Regions from separate parts of the Rattus norvegicus genome. Here region 1 is linked to region 2. Evidence: chromatin contacts called from public Hi-C data. All regions are on one chromosome and are shown on one strand. Each heading gives the region's core, a stretch centred on a gene start, on an enhancer-like site or on the middle of the called end of the contact. The rest is flanking DNA. Distances are from core to core; before and after follow the strand shown. Region 1 overlaps Abca4 (ATP binding cassette subfamily A member 4). Region 2 overlaps LOC134485959 (a long non-coding RNA gene).

The links. Hi-C and Micro-C count contacts between places; a contact is called where the count stands out from the background.
Region 1: a Hi-C map of the A7r5 cell line shows a contact between it and region 2, with 6 times the contacts expected there. The contact joins two enhancer-like sites. A contact is called at or near these places in 12 of 12 Hi-C or Micro-C datasets (the A7r5 cell line, the Rat2 cell line, Schwann cells and 7 more) and 1 of 1 datasets of contacts at active chromatin or transcription factors (oligodendrocytes).

Annotation. Positions count from the first base shown.
Region 1 is chr2:212,928,914-212,935,305 of GRCr8, forward strand. Abca4 (ATP binding cassette subfamily A member 4) reads left to right here. Exons shown (of 50, transcript NM_001107721.1): 19 at 163-337; 20 at 2,432-2,563; 21 at 4,426-4,565; 22 at 5,093-5,230. Among named protein-coding and RNA genes, the nearest start is that of Abca4, 83 kb to the left of the region's middle. Within about 2 kb of position 1,913, at least 52 of the 93 cell types and tissues checked have an H3K27ac peak or open chromatin away from gene starts, as enhancers often do. A contact at or near this core is called in the A7r5 cell line, where this site is marked.
Region 2 is chr2:212,683,657-212,690,049 of GRCr8, forward strand. All of the region lies in intron 1 of LOC134485959 (a long non-coding RNA gene), which reads right to left. Among named protein-coding and RNA genes, the nearest start is that of Arhgap29, 69 kb to the right of the region's middle. Within about 2 kb of position 1,770, at least 8 of the 93 cell types and tissues checked have an H3K27ac peak or open chromatin away from gene starts, as enhancers often do. A contact at or near this core is called in the A7r5 cell line, where this site is marked.

The DNA.
Region 1 (6,392 bases), core at 663-3,162, 250 kb after region 2:
CACAGTAAGTGTTAAATCCATGGCAGTGCAACTGTAACTACTGCTGCTTTGATCTTCTTTGCAAAGTCGCAGTCATGTGGGAGGGTGAAATTACACAGGATTGTTCATTAAGCACGAAGTTCTTAACGTGCTGTATTTCTGCAATGTGCTTTTCCCTCCAAGACTCCTTTTTTGAACGTGAGCTTCCAGGGTTGGTGCCTGGAGTGTGTGTGAAGAACCTGGTGAAGGTGTTTGAGCCCGGTAGCCGGCCAGCCGTGGACCGCCTTAACATCACTTTCTATGAGAACCAAATCACTGCATTCCTGGGTCACAATGGAGCCGGAAAAACCACCACCTTGTGAGTTCTCTAGCAAAGAGGCTGTCTCCCATCCCACTCCACCCATCACTCCCTGGCTTCATTCCCCCCACAACAGCAGTCTGCTCTTCCTCACTGAATTTTGGTGGAAACAAGCAAACAACCACTATTTTTATTCTGGTCCCAAATCTCTAGCTGAGCATGGTGATACGTGCCTTTAATTCCAGCACCAGGGAGGCAGAGGCTGATGAACTCTGTGGGTTCAAGGCCAACTTGGTCTACATAGTGAGTTCCAGGATAGTGAGAACTATATAGTGAGACCCTGTCTAAAACACACACCATGCTCAACTGCGGGGAGGTGGGTGGGGTGGAGTGGGGCACAGGGAGATTCTTCTAAGTATGCTGCAGTATTGAAAATCCACTCATGTATATTTTATATGATATCCGTTAGAGAAGATGGAGTAAGTTTATTGCCCCCTTGGACATTCAAAGTTTAAGTGATTTTCCTGAAGCCACTGAGTTGGATGTGGGTGTGTTAGCCAGGTCCTCTCAGCACAATCTCCGGGGCTTGTTTCTAACACCCGAGGCCCCTCCTTAACTCCCACCTCACACACCTCCCACAGTGAGGATAAAGCCATTGCTGCCCATGTCCGGCCTAGAACATGTCTGTTTTTACGTAGCCCTCCTTTTCCTACCAATTAATACTTAGGATGCTTTAGTGCTGGCGTGGGACCACTCATGGGGGCTGGTTACATTCTGAGAAAATGTAGGGAGAACAGTGGAGTAGACTCGCTGCCTGGCGAAAGGACAAGAGCAGGAAGCTTTGAGGCTCTGGGTGGATTTCGCCCTCCATCTACAAGGGGCCCTAGCGCCACCTGCTGAGAACAGGCGGTCAGGGCTCCTGTGCGGACCTCCGGGGGACCGGTGGAGGAGGGGTAGGGGTCAACAAGCCATGTGACAGCAGCCATCAAATCCTTGGCTTACAGAGCCCCGGGAAGGAACAGCGGTGTACACCCTACTTTGGAATGTGCTCCTGGGCCTTTCTGTGGGAATGGAATGCGGGGCTGGTGCCATTGGGCTTGGTACTGTTTCCCTCTAGTGGTTGATCAACAAAGATTTCAGCTCCTAAGTACAGGTTCTGAGAGCGTGCGATTTTATCAGAACTTGAGACAGAGCTGGGTGTGGCATCCTAGGGCTATCTCCTTGCTAACTCACGTGGTCAGAGAACACAGGAAGCTCCCAAGACCCCAGGATCTCTCGAAGACAAACACATGACTTCACTCAGTGCAGAAATTCAACTTCCCCTGGGATCGGAACACAAGTGCTTCCTAATGCTGGGAATAACGTAACATTTTAAGTTTCACTTCGTGCCGGTGCCCAATTTTTTGGTTTTTGTTTGTTTTTTTAAGTGTGTTTGATTCACTTAACTTAGACAACTACCCAAACAGCTGGGAGTCATGTTTTGTATAAATGAAGAAAGAAAAAAAAAATCACAACATTGTTACATTTTCACGTTTGGAATTCCCAAATGAAATTGTCAGTGGTAATTCCAGCTTCTCACCATGCTCGTCTGGGCTTTGTAAAGTCAACAGCTGGCTTCTCCACAGGGCTGCTCGCCCAGTCAAAACAGCCGGGCTGTGCCCTAAAGTCCTTTAACCGACCACAACCGTGACCATGACAGTGACCACAATGGCTGGCCACAGCAATAGCCACCAAACTACCACTGTGGCAGACCTTCACAGCAGACACTACCACTGACCACAGAGTAAAACAAGTGATCACTAGAGCTTACCACATCCCTGAACACCACGGCTCTGACAGACTATCATAATGGACACTACAACTCCCAGTGGGCACTGCAACTGACCACCACGGTGATGGCTAATTGGTGATGGGGTGCCTGAGGCTGGGAAGCCCTGAGGCTCCTGTTACTAGCTTGGGAGCACTAGGAAATAAAAAGTAGAGAAAGATGGCCCTTGAGGTCCTGGACACTAGGACTTGAAGCAAGGAGCTGGTGCTAAGTAAACCCTGTGTGGACATTTTCTAGGATGCTCAGCTACTGCGGGTTTGCGCTTGATAGAGAGATGGGGCAGGAATCGAAATCCTCCTTCTGCCACTTAACCCTGTGCTTGGCAGGTCCATCCTCACGGGTCTGTTGCCGCCAACATCAGGAACTGTGCTTATTGGGGGAAAAGACATTGAAATCAGCCTGGATGCAGTACGCCAGAGCCTGGGCATGTGTCCCCAACACAACATCCTGTTCCATCAGTAAGTGCACTGGAGCTGAGGTACTCCTGGGCAAGGACTGGGCTCTGGGGTACAGTACTTGCCTGGCTTGTTCATTGCCCTGGGTTCCACTCGCAGCCCCACAGGAAAACAACCTGTTGGAAACAACCTCCTGCTGTGTGCTGGCTTCGTTTTATTTCGACTTGACACAAGCTCAAGAGGGAGCCTCAACTGAGAAAGAGCTTCAGTAAGATTAGGCTGTAGGCATGGCTGTGGGGCATTTTATTAATTAGTGATTGACGGGGGAGGGTGCAGCCCATTGGGGATGGTGCCACTCCTGTGCTGGTGGGCCTGGATTCTGTAAGAAAGCAGGCTGAGCAAGCTATGGAGAGCAAGCCAGTAAGCAGCACCCCTCCATGGCCTCTGCATCAGCTCCTGCCTCCAGATTCCTGCCCTGCTTGAGTTCCTGTCCTAACTTTCTTTGGGGATGAAGTGTAAACCAAATCCTTTCCTCCCCGAGTTGCTTTGGTAAAGGTGTTTCATCGGAGCCACAGTAATGCTAAGCCACCTGTATCCTGCTCCAGCCCAACTTAGCAATGCTTTTTTCTGGTCTTTACAGTCAAAGCCATTGTCCCTCCAGATGTGAGGCTGTACTCCTAGTGATTGGAGTTCAGATGTCCCCAGCCACAAGAGAGACAGCAACTTCTTTTTTTTTTTTTAAAGATAGATTTATTTATTTATTTATTTATTTATTTATTTATTTAATGTGAGTGCACTGTAGTTGTCTTCAGACACACCAGAAGAGGGCATCGGATCCCATTACAGATGGTTGTGAGCTACCATGTGGTTGCTGGGAATTGAATTCCTGACTTCTAGAAGAGCTGTCAGTGCTCTTAATTGCTGAGCCATCTTTCCAGCCCAGGACAGCAACTTCTTTTTTGACATTTCCCCTTACTTGTCCCAAAATACTTCCTGGCAGGAACCAGAAAGAAGAGATATGCTGTCCCCTTTCCATGCAGACCCCTGGTGCTAAAGACTGCCCTGGGGGAGAGACTTTCATGCCAGCTTGCTTGAGTTTTCTGTCTTTTCTCCCTTCTGTCTTTCTTCCTTCTCCCTCCCCATCCCCTTCTCCCTTCCCTTTTCTCTCTCTTTCCCCACTCTCTCTTTCTTTCTAATTGAAAAATATTTTCCATCCTGACTCTAGTCATTGTGGAGGGAAGGAGGGGGGTGAAGGGGAGAAGACAGATAAATACAAAAGAAAAAAACTGTTACCAGTCCTTTCAGCGCCCAGAGGCAATCACTGTTAACACCTCCAGATATGATTCTTCAGACATTTCTCTACATGTGTAGAAATGTACAACAATCTAAAAATTATAAAGGAGAATAAATCATATGTACAATTTTGTGACCCCACTCTTTGGAAGTGTGATTGCTCTTGAGCTGTTGAACTATGAGTGTGAGTGTTTTACCTGAGTGCACATCAGTGCACTACTTGTGTTGCTAGTGTCAGAGAAGAGGATATCAGATACGATGGACCCGGAGTTCCAGACAGCTATGAGTCACTATGTGGGTGCTGGGACTCAATCCCAGGTCCTCTGTAAAAGCAACAATTGTTCTTAACCACTGAGCCATCTCTCCAGCCCCATTACTGCTTTTACATGAGTTGCGATAAATATGATTACGTATTCCTTTAAGAAGTAATGTTTACCTACTGCTCCACTGTACGAATGAGCCGTTTAAGTCATTTTCTCATTAGATCTTTGGGCAGGATTGGTTGGTCGCTTTACTTTTATCACAAAGAAATACCATAATGAAATTTTTGATGGCTAACTCTTCGTAGCCATCTTTATTTTCTAAGGTAAATTGCTCAGCCTATCGCCTTTCTCCTTGTCCTGTTTCCACAGCCTCACGGTGGCTGAGCATATCTTGTTCTATGCCCAGCTGAAAGGGAGGTCCTGGGAGGAGGCCCGGCTTGAGATGGAAGCCATGTTAGAAGACACGGGCCTTCACCACAAGAGAAACGAAGAAGCTCAGGACCTTTCAGGTGCTTGGTACTGGGAGGAGACGGGCCACATGGGAGCAGCCATTGGCCGCCAGTGCACCTTAGCAGAAGGTTGGGGTTACAGAAGTTCTCAACCTGTAGCTCACAGCCCTCCACCCATCAGATTCCCTGCATATCAGATATTTACGTTATGATTCATAACAAAATTACAGTTATGAAGCAGCAATGAAAATAATTTTACAGTTGGAGGGGGTCACCACAATGTGAAGAACTATCTTAAAGGGTCTCAGTATTAGAATTGAGAACCACTGGGGCTATAACGGGAGAGCTGTGACGCTAAGGACACAGCTCTCAGATGATCGGGTGTTAGGAGACAAGGCTGGTCTATGATGGGCATCGATGGAGCCGGGATGATACTATGACTTCTGACAATGTAGGCATATCTAAGGTGACGATATCAAACTGTAGCCAGATTTAAAGAGTCTCTATATGTGACCAGCTCTGGACCTTTCTTGTCCCCGTGCCAAGATGTCTGTGATACCCCGTCATCATCTTCCTTCTGCCTCCAGGGGGCATGCAGAGGAAGCTGTCTGTTGCCATTGCTTTTGTGGGAGATTCCAAGGTGGTGGTCCTGGATGAGCCCACCTCTGGGGTGGACCCTTACTCTAGACGCTCCATCTGGGACCTGCTCCTGAAGTATCGCTCAGGTGAGGGTTGTTGCTCAGTATGCCATATTCTCTTTGAGGCTGTTCCAGGAGTCTCATTCTCTCACACCTCAAATTTTGTAGCTACATATCCTAACAGCCCTTGCAGCCACCATGTTCATGGGAAAGCCTGCAAACAGGGAATCCCTGATGAAGTGGTCTGTTGCTAAAACAGTCCAGAAAGTTGGGCTGGGAGTGTTTACAAAGCATGCACAAAGCCCCGAGTTTTACCTCAACCACTCATAAGCCAGGCCTAGTACATGCATACGATCTCAGCAGCCAGGAGGCAGGGGCAGGTAGAGCAGAAATCCAAGATTAGATTAAACTATGTAGCAAGTTAAAGGCAAGCCTGGGCTACACGAAGCCCTGTTTCAACAAAACAAAGCAAAAATTTCTTTCTACCTGTAGTCCTCCAATCTGGAAAAGAGAAATTGATGGATAAAGAGACCTAAAGGCATCCCAAGACACTCCCTAGCTGTCCTGTGACCTCCGGAGATCGGGTGTGAGGAACATGGGGCTGGATGTCTAGAACAGCGGAAGGCCACGTCAGATGAAAGTGCCTTAAGATGGGCTCTTGTCTATCCAGCACCTTCTAGAGAATTGACATCTAGAAGCGACACCAGGCAGAACTCTAGAGCCTGTCCATGCAGGCTCATCCTGGTTCATCCTGCCCAGCCAGGAAATCCCTCTCCTTTGTTCTAACTGTACTTCTCCTGCCCCTCACTGAAGGTTTGCAGATTAAAATCCTCATCACCTCATTTTAATAACAGTTCCATTTAATGAGAAAGTGTGTGCTCTCACAAAGTATAAGAGCAGTGTTTAACAATGTGAAGGCTGTACATGTGGAGTCCACGATACTGATGGTGACAGCAGAGATGAGGGTGTCCCACAGGTGTCAGATTGTCTGAACGGTACCTGAGACACAGTGCAGAGTCAGTGCTTTGCAGGATGCAGGATGCTAGGATGTATCGGTTGCTGTCATCATTACTCCATTATGCTTGCTGCGGAATTAGCTACTTTATTCTTATTTTTTTTTTTCTTTTTTTTTCGGGGTTGGGGACCGAACCCAGGGCCTTGCGCTCGTTAGACAAGCGCTCTACTGCTGAGCTAAATCCCCAACCCCTTATTCTTATTTATTAACTCCAAGTTCTGGGGACCACATAAC
Region 2 (6,393 bases), core at 520-3,019:
TTGGAGCAATCAAAGAGTAAAGATAGCTGCCTCAGAATGAGACTTTAGGATATAAAGGGGTTAAATTATGAGCTCCAGCAACCCAATGCTTAGGGCCTGACAGAACCCTAGAAGAGCCAGCATTTCTCAGCCATTACTCTGTGCCTGGGGGCAGAGGTGGGGGACAGGGCAGGGGTGGGAGTGCAGGCCTCCTTTGTCGAGGGCCAGTTTCCTCCGATTGTCATTCATTCTGGTATTCCTTCCTGCTCCTCAGTGGTAGCTAATTGTCACCACCCCCACCCCTGCCTGCCCCACTGCAGGCTTTTAATTTCCTCGAGTTAGAGCTGTAACACTTCCTCAGCAATTTTTGCCCCAGCAGGTTGGCCTCCTTTCTACACTCTCCCTCGGTTTGCCTGTCACCAAAATGGGAGTGCACTTCCTAAGACGGCTGCACCCAAACGCGCGGTCAGTCATTGTGGGACCGTTTCAGCAATGAGGAAGTATGGCTAGCCTGGGTTCTGTGGTTATTTTAATGGACGTCCAGTTACACCCACCAGTTAGGTTAGAAGCTGTAAGGGTTCACTGTAGCTCACCACAACGAATCTTCCCAAACAGTTTTTTGGTTCACTTTATCTTTTATTCATATATTTCTTTCAAGGGAAAATTCTAATTTACTCTATGTAGCACACCCATCCACAAGAGCAATTTTCCAAGTGACATTTTGAGTAAGCCTCTTTTCAGGAATTAAAAAAAAAAAAGTGTGCCCCCCCCACCACCTATCACCCCTCACCCCATTTTTTTCCGGAGCTGGGGACCGAACCCAGGGCCTTGCGTTTCCTAGGCAAGGGCTCTACCACTGAGCTAAATCCCCAACCCCCCCTCACCCCATTCTAAAGCCATGGGTGACCTAAGACTCCCACCATGGTGAACAGACTCACCAATTGCCTTTGTCATAGATTATAAAGAGAAGCTTAATTTCTACAACCACAGCATTTAAAACAAGCAAACAAACTCACTCCATCTATGAGCTGGAAACAGGGCATGGGGGGCAGGAGGGGCCGGTGTATTAAATGAGGAGCATTAGACCATGACACGCTGTGTCGAAAACCCGCTAATGATATGTGGTTCTCTTTTCCTCTGAGGAATCGATGCTTCTTTTCCCATTTAGTGTAGGTAGGGTGAAGGGCCTGGAGTGTCTTCTGATGAAGTGGACTGGCAGCTTTTGTTTTAAGACCAGGGCTCTGATTACACCTGACAGAACTGAAACCGGACTCTGGCACAGCTCAGCCAAGCCTTATCTGCCACCAGCCACTCTCTGTAGGAATGTCCCTGATGGTGTCAACTTTGATTTGCCTTTGTACAATGCTTAGCACGGCAACAACAATTAAAAAAAAGAAAACCCGAAACAAACCCAAAAGCTTCTTTTTCCCCTTCAAATTAGTTCCAAGATGACTTCTTCTTTCCATTTTTTTTTAATATGGGTCATCGCTGTACGATTTCTTTTTGAGGTTAATCTTGATGTCCCTGTGGAGACAGTCTCATAGTTCAAGAATAATCACACTCATTAAAAATCTGCCTAAGAAAATGGTTCACATAACCTGGGCTGTGGCAGTGGTTTTGTGGTATTTGGACTCGTGTCTACAAAAATATTTGTGCACCAGATGCTGAATTGTTCAGAGCATTCATCCCAAACAAGTTTTAAACATTCACACACATAAAACACGATAGGGGGAGAAAATCATCACCGTTTTTTTTCCCATTGGTGCCACATGAGTAATGCTTTAGCCACACCGAAAACAATCAGATTGCTGGGTAGGGATTGTAACGAAAGTACAACTCACTTTAACAGCTCACCAACTAACCGCGCATGGTTTCTAAAAACCAAAGCCAAGGGCCGTGGAGAGAGCTTAGTTAGAGCGAAGCACTTGCTATGTAGACTTGAGGACCCTTATCCAAATTCCGGAAGCTGTGGGAAACAGCGCCCTGTGGTGGAGGTACACTTGTTTTCCTGGTGCTAAGGGTGCAGAGACAGCCACATTCCAGGGGTTTCGCTCATCAGCAGCCCAACCTGATGAGAAAGCTCTAGACTTATTGAGATCCTATTTCAATGAACACAGTGGCTGAGAAATGGCACCCAGGGTTCACCTCAGGCACCCACATGCGTGATTACACTGTACTGCCATGCATGCACGCACTTAAAATCATCTTGGTGGTGACACTGTCTAGACTGAGAGGGAGCCCAATAAGATTCTGGATCAGTAGCCCACTACCCCAGCCGTAAGTCCAAAATGACTTTCTCCCCAGGATGATGTTGGGTCCTGTTGTTTTCTTTCGTGGCGGAGACTGGAACCCAGAGCCTTGGGCGGGCTAAATGGGTCCCACTCAGTCCCATCCTTAAGTCTTTGACTTTGGTTTCTACAGTCAGTTCTCAGCTCTCTGCTGTACAGGATGAGGAGGTAAACAATGGCAACAACAAAACAGAGTAATAGAAAAACTAAGTTTGTATCTGGGGAATTTGCGGTATGTTGGTGGGTGGCTGTCACCGATGCCACAGACCGTGTCCGTGCTCCATTAGCCCTGGTTGATCGTTCGTTGTCAGATGAGAGCAAAGGAGGACTGTTTTCTGAAGATCATCTAGCCCTTGCCTATGATACATCTACCTAGGTCTGTGTCTTTCCAAGGATGGGTTCAGGCAGGCATCTGGCTTGTTTGGAGCCTTGGTCTTTACAAGTGGATACCAAGCTCTTACGTGCAATCCTGTGTCCAATCAGCACAGAGTTCCGACACGTGGCTGCCAAAAAACCTCATCCCTGACATTGCGGATGCTCACTCTTATGTAAGCTTAATGGGAGATATGGCGTTTAGAGAGGAAGGCAGGTAGTCCTATGCTTTTTAACCATACATTGATTTACTTACTTGTTTTTATTTGTGTGTGCACGTGTCGTGACATGCGTTCGGAAGTGAGAGAACAACTTGTGGGAACTGCTTCTCTCCTTCTACAGTCTGAGTTCCAGCGATCAAACTCAGGTCACCAGGCTTGGCAGCAAGCCCCTTCACTCACTGAGCCATCTCACTGGCCCCGGCCATTCAGTTCTTTAAGGTATTTTAAATCTTATCCTGGATCAACTCGGATAATTAAAGAATAGAGGTCTCACAGTGCATCATTTCGTCCAACCTCAGAAGAACTCAGTTGCAGATCCTCTTAGTTCAACAATCAGTGCTACCTTGAGGCTCCTGGATTTTACACATGGAAAACAGTGAGTGGAAACTCACTCACTTTAAATGTTATTTTTGACATGAGTGACACCACAGCATCAATAAATGCCCACAAAGGGAAACCTAGTCCTTCTTGTCAAGAGGTTGGAATCCTCACTCTAACATTTCAGTCAGGTGGGTCTGAAGGGGACCACCCTTCAGGACGGTAAGCCCACCCCCAGGAAGGCAGGATCGCTGTAGGTGATACTAAGAATATGGACGGAATAATCATCCCTTGATTGAGATAGCATACTTTTCCTTCCCAGGGGCCCCCACCCCTTAGTACAGTCTAAGCTGCCTGGGGTTCTTTGACTCTCTCCGCCTAAAGGTGCAGTTTGCTCTTTTTCTCTTTTCTGAATCTCTTTGGAGACAGGCCAGAACCTAAGTTCGTTCTCTCTCTCTCTCTCTCTCTCTCTCTCTCTCTCTCTCTCTCTCTTTCTCTTTCTTTTTCTCTCTCTTTCTTTCTTTCTTTCTCTCTTTCTTTCTTTCTTTCTTTCTTTCTTTCTTTCTTTCTTCTGGAGGTTTGAGCTTCCTTTACCCTTTCCCTAAAGCTTCCCTCCCTGCCTTGTTGCTAACCATCTGCAGCCATGTGGCTAACCTCCATGCCAGTTAACCCAAACATGCCTCTCCCTCCCCCTCCTCCCTCCCCCTCTCCCTCCACTCCAAACATGCCTCTCCCTCCCCCCCCCCCCTTCTAGGCAGCTGCTGAGATTTACAGCTTGCCCATCCTGGCCTTTACTTTTAAATGCCAATAAAATTGCACCTCTATTTGAGTCCATTCTTAAATTATTTTTATTAATGAACTAAGAACCCCGAGAGGCTTAGATACCAATTTCTCTGGTATCATCTGGCAGCAAAATAAAGTAAAATAAAATAAAAATAAAAAAAGGATGTCCAAAATTTTTCAGTAACACCAAACGTTCCTTTTGAGGCTGCATGGGAAAAAAATTTTTTTAAACTCTCAAGGCTCCTGGGCCCCTGCTGTGTATCTTACAAAAGACTGTGGGTCCTCTAACTGGTCCGCTCTCTTCTTATGAGCCAAGTCTGTGGTCTGTCCAGAGCCAAGTCTGTGGTCTGTCCAGCAGCCGCAGTGTTTTTATGGTTGGATTTCTGGCCTGCTCTTATTTTTCTTTGCTCCAACTGAGTTCTTTTGGTTCAATTATGTTTTTTGGGTTTTTTTTTTTTATCCTCAATTATGTTTTTAATAGGACACCTATAAGGTATAGTTTGAAACCAGACAGGGATTAAATGGAATCTTTATGTTAATGAAATCATTTGTATGGCATTTTCTATACCACACGTGTGGCAAGGAGAGACTATTGCTAGGTTGATGACATGGGCACTTATAACAAAGAGCTTAGTAAGCGAAATCATGCTTATTTATTTATTGTAAATTTTATACAAACTAGGTGTAGCATAGCCCTGGAACTCAAGAGGCAAGAGGGTCCCTGCAAGTGTGAAGACAGCCTAGTCTACATAGAAAGCTCCAGGCTAGCCAGGGCTATATAATGAGAGCCTGTCTCAAAAACCACTAGAGGAGTGGGGTTGGGGGGATGACTCAGTTGGGTCTGGGTTCATAACCCTAACCCACATAAAAAGCCAGGCACTGCAGCCTGAGATCGAAGTCCTGGTGCTGGAGAGGCAGAGACAGGAGGAGGATCCCTGGGGTTTGTTAGTCAAGGATTCCAACCAATCAGGGAGCTCCAGGTTCTGTGGGAAACACTGCCTGAAAATGTGAGGCAGAGAGCAATTGCAGAAGGTGCCTGACATCAACCTCTCGCCTTTATACATGTGTGCACACACCTGCCCCACCTCATGAACGTGTACATATACATGTGTACACAAAGAAAGGGGGAGAGGAAGAGAAAGGAAGAGGAGGAGGAGGAGACGGGGAAGGGGAGGAGAAAAGAAGAGAAGAGAAACCCAAAACCCAACCAAAAAAGAACAAAAACATTTTTACTGGAGTAAAACCATTCAGAAATAAAAATTTGAAGAAATAGAAGAGCCTATGTATTTTCACGCTGCTTAAAGAAGAAACGGGCAGTCCTGTTGAATTCTGCCTGGATATTGGAGGTATGCTCTAACAGTGCTAAATTAACAAGGCCCATCCATTCGGAGTCCTCTGTGTCCTCGTGTCTGCAGAGAGAAGACTGCTCCTTTTCTGAGGGTGCAGCATGAACATGCCCAGAAGGTGAGGTGATATAGTGTGCCTCAGGAGAGCGGTGTGAGGGGACAGTGAGGCTCACCTTCTTGCTCATCTGGGTTCTCAAATGCCAAGGTACCCAGTCATGAAGCAGTGCATCTTGAATCCCACCAAGAGAAAAGCACGAAGGTATGAATGGTTGTGGGAGAAAACTGAAGGATGTTTTAATTATCCAAAGAATTGGAACTTAGGGAATGATTCGTCAATGTGAAAAAGTGTTTAGGAAAAATTTATTTTAAGTTACTTTAAATCTGAGGCATGGAATAATTTGAAAGGCATGCTGATCTAAGACAACAGAAAAGTGCAGTATTGTTATGTTACATAGACTTTTTCTGTGGAGGAAACCAGGATCCCCGTGAAGTTGGGATGGTGACCCTTCACTGGCTGGGCAAGAGCCCATCTGGGCTAAGGGTTGACCCAAAGCTTGCTTCACTCAGAAGAAAGCTTTTACTCTGGGGAAAGGCTGAAGCAGGGAGAAAATCTGCTCCCCATAACACAATTTAACCCTTTACAGCAGCGAGTCTCAACGTGTGGGTGGCGAGGGGCTGCATATCAGATATCCCGCATACCAGGTATTTACATTATGGTTCATAACAGTAGCAAAATTACAATTATGAAGCAACAGCAAAAATATGGTTGGGTTCATTACCACATGAGGAGCTGTATTAAAAGGGTCACAACATGGGCTGGAGAGATGGCTCAGTGGTTAAGAGCACCGACTGCTCTTCCTGAGGTCCTGAGTTCAAATCCCAGCAACCACATGGTGGCTCACAACCATCTATAATGGGATCTGATGCCTTCTTCTGGTGTGTCTGAAGACAGCTACAGTGTACTCATATATAATAAATAAATAAAATATTTTTAAAAAATGGGTCACAACATTAGGGAATTTGAGAACCACTGCTTTATGGCCTCCCCCTTAATCTTGTATTTGAGGATTATTGTACTTAAACGCG